Linked DNA regions of Gossypium hirsutum: region 2 is linked to region 1. A link is a contact called in public Hi-C data. All regions are on one chromosome and are shown on one strand. Each heading gives the region's core, a stretch centred on a gene start, on an enhancer-like site or on the middle of the called end of the contact. The rest is flanking DNA. Distances are from core to core; before and after follow the strand shown. Region 1 has its middle 10 kb from the start of LOC107921854. Region 2 holds the start of LOC107921997 (ABC transporter B family member 26, chloroplastic).

Region 1 (3,348 bases), core at 633-3,132:
CAAGAGTATGAGGATGTTTCGAGTCAATGTGTAAATTATGAAAAATCGACTATTTTCTATAGTTTGAATACTTCTGAGCAATCTAAACAAGCAATAACGTAAATCTTACATGTTTGTGTTTTTACAAACTCAGAAAAGTATTTGGGGATTCCTAATTTGGTTGGTAGAGGGAAGAAAGAGGCCTTTCAACTTCTCAAGGATCGGATGAGATGTAAAATTGATAGTTGGAGCACCAGGTTTCTATCTCAAGGAGGTAGAGAAATTTTTATAAAATCAATTTTACAAGCCATTCTGACTTACACGATGGCTTGTTTTTTTACTTCCGATCTCTCTTTGTAATGAAATGGAAGGCATAATTGCGAATTTTCAGTGGCAAAAAAGCATGGGAAGAGAGGTATTCATTGGTGTGGATGGAGAAAACTTTACAATTTAAAGGAAAATGGTGGTCTAGGGTATCGGTGTTTAGCAAAATTCAATATTTTGTTACTTGCAAAACAAGGATGGCGGTTCATTAATTATCCAAATTCCTTGTTAGCGCATACGTTAAAAGCTAAATACTATATTGAAACTGACTTTCTCAATGTAGGATTAGGGAGTATACCTTCATATACTTGACGAAGTATTTGGGCTTCAAAAGGAATTCTACAGGATGGAATGTGGTGGCGAGTGGGAACAAGTACTAACATCTCAATTACGAAGGCTACTTGGGTTCTAGGCTTTTGTTAATTACAAAGTATGAATGAGTGATCTTATCCCAGATTCAATGATGGTGGCAGATATAATTGAAAGGGATTCAAGGCAGTGGAATGAAGGGCTAATTCATAATACCTTTTCTAAGATTGATGCTGAAAGAATTTTAAGAATTCCTTTGGTGAGGATTGCACATGAGGATTTTCAAGTGTGGAAAGGAGAGGTCTCTGGTGACTATTCTGTCCGCAGTGCTTATAAATTGCTTCTACAACAATCAATGGACCCTAACCTTCTACTTGAACAGACAACATACAGACAGTTTTACAAAAAATTATGGGGCCTACAACTACCCACCAAATTGAAAATTACATTCTGGAGATGCTCGAAGAATTATATCCCTACTCTATGTAATTTATATTACAAGCGGTTATCAAACGAAACTGTTTGTTCTAAATGTGCAGATTCAACAGAGACTTTAAAGCATGCTTTTAGGGACTGCCCTGCGATCAAGGAGATTTGGCGACAATTACAATGTGCATGGCTTAGCTAATTTGAAAATCTGTGTTTTCTGGATTGGGTTACCTGGTTCTTTGAAAATTTCAGGGCTAGTGATTCAGGGTGCAAATGGAAGAGTCCTGGGTTCTAGAACTGTTCTCAATGATAACATACCTTCGGTTTTTACAGCAGAGGCCCTGACTTGTATTTAATGTCTTCAAATGGGACTGGATTTGGGTTTCACTACCGTGGAGATAGAAGGTGATGCCTTGTCTGTCATAAAAAAAGCACAGCAGAAGGATAATGACAAATCAAAAATCCATGCCTACATAAAAGACTGTCAAGGGCTTAGCAGGAGTTTTCAAATATGCAAGTTCAAATACGGGGAATGTTAAAAAATGGAGTGGCTCATCTACTTGCGACGGAGGGTTTGAGACAAAAGAAACATTGGAATATGAGGAGGTCGAGAGAGAACGATTATGCAGCTTGCCGATCTGATGGGTGAGTAATCTGTCATGAAAATTGGAGAGATGGGGGATCTAAAGAGATGGAGGAAGCAGATGAACAGTTCTTGAAACTTTGAAAAGAGAAACCATTAAAGTTGGAAGCTTTTTCTGTTTGTGTTTTCAGGAGTCGTGCTAATATTAATTGTACCTGTTACAATTTGGAGGCTTTCAGAGCATCTCCTGCCTTTTCGCGGGGTTGGGTCATATAATTGGGCCTACTTTTTTGCCTTTTATTGGGCTACATTGTGTTTGGTGTTCTAATAATAATACCCAGCAAATTATTAAAAAAAATTAAAATCAATAATAGAATATGTGTTTGAATTCAATTAATGGCAGTTGAATGAATCATAATGAGAAGTATATTATTTAAAGGTATAAATATATAAAGAAAGTGGTATTTTATTTAATACTTTTGAAGCTAATAAATAAATATTTTTAAAAATATTTATAGAAAATAATAATTAAAAAATTAGTAGTGTATCAACAACATTTTTATTATAAATATAATAAACAATTAAACTCTGTTAAAACTATTTTTTGTAAAAAAAATATTAAAAAAATAAAATATACATTAAAAATTTTATATTATATAATATTTAAATTTATTAAATAAAATATTAAAATGATAGAAACTTTATATTAAATAATAACTAAAATTATATTTATAATAATTATTTTAAAATAAAGTGGGGTACAATAATAATTTTACCCTTGAAAGGAGTTCCAGTTGATTCAGAGTGACTACTACTAGAAAAAATAGAAATAGACATTAGAAGTTTTTTTTACGCAATTTAAAATCTTTTATGTTTACGGGGTTTTATTTAGAGAATAGTCTGTTAAAAACTTAGTAGAAACTTGAAATAATAAGGGAGCAATGCCTACTTGAAGTGTCATTGCGATAGAAAATAGGAATGAAGACAACGAAATATTTATTTAGTTCGATTTCCCTATGTTTACGGGGCCTTGTCTAAAGATGGAAAAATCTAAAACACCCGATGGATTCTTAGAGCGTATTATTTTTGCTTGAAAAGTGGATGTAGGGTGGAGCGGGATAGATTTTTTTCTTTTGGATAGTGGGTATGGAGTGGTTATCGTAATTGCTTCCCTCACCCCGGCCCGCTCTATTGTATGAAATTACCATTTTATCCTTTTATATATAAAATATTAAAGGGTAAAAATGTAATAACATAATATAGAAAAATATATTTTATGTTTAATTTTTTTTGAAGAATTATGTTTATATATTTACTTGAATTTAAAAAGATTGGAAAAATTAAAGATAAGTTGCAAAAATTAAATTGAAGCGGAGCCAGGTGGGGCGGGGATGGATGCATCCAATATCCATGAAGGTGGTAGTTGTTTTCAAGATTATATATCCATAATGGAGAAGGGCAGGTGGTGGTGAAGATCGTGCCAATTGTGGAGTAGTAGTGGATTTAGCAATATTCGCCCACACCCTGCTCCATTGCCATCCCTAGCTTTGCCCGAAAATAATCTCTATCTTTCAACCTCGTACAACAAGTGATTTAAGTTCTATCACACACTAATATAACAAACCTCAGTTCTACATGTAAGATCTAGATCACTCTCCCCTAAATTTTTCGTTTGAAAACTTAGTGTATAAACCAAGTGACTCACTTGTTTACTTACAAAATGC
Region 2 (3,348 bases), core at 244-2,743, 120 kb after region 1:
TAAAGGTATATACCTGTATGCCTAACAGCAAGCAAACATTTGAAGAAAGTAGAGTTTTTATATATTCAGAACCTGAAGAAGAAGAGACGAATACAGTGTTTCTCTCATTCGCTTAACCTGTTGATATTACATGAACAAGTCAGGCTTAAGTCACTCCAAGGAAAGAAATGTTGATCATCACTAAATACACACTCAAAAATGGAAATTAAAAATTGAATAATGGTTCCCATGAAACACCCCCAAACACAGGGCCCTATGTGAAAACCAGACAAGGCATCGGAGATTAAACAGTAAAAGCATGATAAGAAACTCACCAGGATCATATTTGCAATGCCAAAGCAGCATCCTCGCAGACCACTGAAATTCAAGCAAACACAGCAAAGCCTAAGCAGCTGTTACCTTTTCCTTCATGAAAGCTCAAATTCCAATAAAAATAGTTAAAACTTTTACAATCACTGGAAACTAAGCAATGGTGAATCCTTTCAAGCATCAATACAGGCAAACAATTAAAGGAAAAAAATCATTGACTAATAGAAGCATGACTTCAGTTTAGCTTAGTTGCGACCACAAGAAAAGGAGAATCCCATGTTTAGTATTGCAACTTTATATAGAAGGGAGATTTGACCATACTAGATTTTGACCTGCATATTCCTGCGGTAACACATATCATAATCAGATGGCGTACATTCCTGTGGAACACTGCTATTTCATGACTCTGTGCCGAAAATATTGTTGCGGTCAAGTAATGCGGGATAGATATTTCCGAAAGCTGAACCAATACATGCACCAAACAGTTGATCAGAAAACAAAAACTAAAAATCTCACCGGAAAGTAAAGTTATAATTTCAACAAACAAGATAATAACTAATAAATTATCAGAAATCATTAACCACAATGGGTCTTACAGCAGCCACAATAAGGGTAGAAAAAGCAGCGAAAATGACCAAGCGATCTTTAGCAATCAATTGCCACATTCGACTAAGCGCCCTCCAAACCGTCACTGGTTTGGCCATGAATTTAATCTCCACATCATCGGAGAAGCTCCACCAGCTCCCTCCTGGTAAAACCGATCGAAGAAAATCAATCCATTTCCGAATTCTGTCTCGCAACTCGACATTCTCTACGGAATGCTCTTCCTCAAAATGATCTAGATTCGTCTCTAGCGAGAATCCGTTAATCGAAGACGATTTTAAAGGAGCTAAGCGATGGCTAATCCTCTTAAAACAAATCGAGACCTCAGGACTCCTGGAAAATCGGAGAGTCCGGCGGTTAACGAAATGAAACAGTCGCTGGTAATGAGCCGAAGAACGATAGCCAGGATGTAACTTCGCGTTGCAGCAAAGAGGAAGCGCCATTGGACGGAGTAATAATGGAGGGAGTTTGTTTGGGGATAAAGCTAAATGTTTTTAAAATCTTTAGCTTCTGGCCCATGTGCACTTGCCAAGAAACGCCTCCGATTTTAAGGCAGGGGAAATAAATGACAATTCACAATTGTCACAAATTCTCGCGCGTGCTTAACTGCGCGCGTTGGAAGATTTTTTTCCTGTTTTGTTATGAACGTTTTCTGTGAAGTGGATGGTCTCGTCGTGTTGAATGCCACACCGTTAGATCCGCCCCAATAAAACGACAGCGTTGCCTGGAGTACATGGGAGAGATTATTTCCGATGACGTGTTTGAACGGATTAAGCTTTTTGGTCTCCACACACGACACTCGTCTTACGTAGTAACGTAGCGCCCCGTTAACATTCTTTTGACGGTATCACCCTCATGGATTTCAAATATTATCTTCAAACATTATTAAAATTTAACGCGAATGGAAGGATAATTTAGTCATTAAGATAGAAAGAAACAACCTTCTAAAAATATCTTCACGTTCACGGCGGCTTTGTTTACTGGAACCCGGTACATATTATTACCCTTCTTTTCTCTCTCTCGGGATCGGACTCCAGCCATGGCTGTGGTTCTTGGAAATTTGGCTTTGTTACTAGACGTGACGTCTGCGAGGACCGTTACGACGGACCGAAAATCTCGTCCCTTGGCGATCGACGTCGTTTTGAACCTGCAGAAGAGGGATCCTCATTTCTCCCACGTTTCTCTTCCCAACAAGAGCCAACTCGACTACTGGGACGGGGAGAATCGGGCACCCCGGGCCGTGGCTCGTGGCAAAGCGAATTCGAAAGTAAAGGCGGTGGATTTTGACGCGGCGTCCAGTGACGACGATGAAAACGGCAACGGATTTGAGGAGGAAGAGGAGGAGTACGATTGGGAGAACGAAATGAGGAAGAGAGTTAAAGAAATTGAGGAGATGAGGGAATTGGAGAAGAAAGCAGAGGAGCTGCAGAGTAAAGCGGAAGCAGAGGAAACTGAAGGTGAAGATGAAGGTGCAGATAGAGAAGAAACCGAGGAGGAAAAGAGGATGAGAGTGAGAAAAGAGCTCGAAAAGGTTTTGCCTTCGTCTCTCTTCCCTTGCTACATAAATAGAACTAATCCTCTACTTCTTTTTTCGGTTTTCGTTCCAATTTTGTATTAGAGATTCAAAGTTTAAAATTTTTTAATCAGATATAGATGCCTGTGTGAGAACAGGTGGCTAAGGAACAGGCAGAGAGGAGAGCTACGGCACAATTGATGTTCGAATTGGGCCAAAAGGCTTACGGAAAAGGCATGTACGGACGTGCCATTGAATTTCTTGAAGGTGCTCTCACGATCATTCCCAGGCCAACATTATTTGGCGGTGAGGTTGGTTGATACTTGATATTACCCTATAAGATAAGGCGGAAATTTGAGGAACTTCGATGGCCCTGTATTGAAATCCATGTTTGAACCAAACCCCCCCCCGGCCCCCAAAAAAAATAAAAAATAAAAAAAAATTGCCAAAGACTAATAGACTCTTTTTTTTTCGCCCTTTTGCGGGTATCAGATTCAAATATGGCTGGCTATGGCTTATGAGGCGAATAACCGCCATGCGGACTGCATTGCTCTGTACCAGCAATTAGAGAAGAAGCACCCTAGTGTGAGCATTCGACGGCAAGCTGCTGAACTCCGCTACATTTTGCAAGCACCCAAACTCAAGATATCCCAGGAAGAGATGGTTACAATACCGCTGATTGGTTCTAGTTACGACAGGTATATGCTTTTGGCCTTTTGGATATATATAAAATAATGGTGCAATAGACTTTAATAACACTTGCTTTTATGATGATTGACCAGCAGTTCATTTCAGTTCTCTTTTTGCATCTAAATTGGAATATTTTAGTTGTTGCCCTGTTGTTTTGCGATTAAGCTACTGCACATATTTTAATTCTCAGCCAGTCTCATCTGTTCAACTGGCAATGGCGTCTGATACTATTG

Evidence for each region. Hi-C and Micro-C count contacts between places; a contact is called where the count stands out from the background.
Region 2: a Hi-C map of leaf shows a contact between it and region 1, with 2.8 times the contacts expected there. The contact joins the promoter of LOC107921997 here to the enhancer-like site in region 1. A contact is called at or near these places in 7 of 34 Hi-C or Micro-C datasets (anther, leaf, petal and 1 more).

What each region holds. Positions count from the first base shown.
Region 1 is chrD01:51,167,354-51,170,701 of Gossypium_hirsutum_v2.1, forward strand. No RefSeq gene overlaps it. Among protein-coding and RNA genes, the nearest start is that of LOC107921854, 10 kb to the left of the region's middle. Within about 2 kb of position 1,883, at least 7 of the 9 cell types and tissues checked have an H3K27ac peak or open chromatin away from gene starts, as enhancers often do. A contact at or near this core is called in leaf, where this site is marked.
Region 2 is chrD01:51,284,294-51,287,641 of Gossypium_hirsutum_v2.1, forward strand. LOC107921997 (ABC transporter B family member 26, chloroplastic) reads right to left here and starts at 1,494. Exons shown (of 18, transcript XM_016851805.2): 1 at 906-1,494; 2 at 642-769; 3 at 315-357; 4 at 73-117. The coding sequence starts at 1,355. LOC107921998 reads left to right here and starts at 1,894. Exons shown (of 4, transcript XM_016851806.2): 1 at 1,894-2,443; 2 at 2,584-2,736; 3 at 2,918-3,123. The coding sequence starts at 1,952.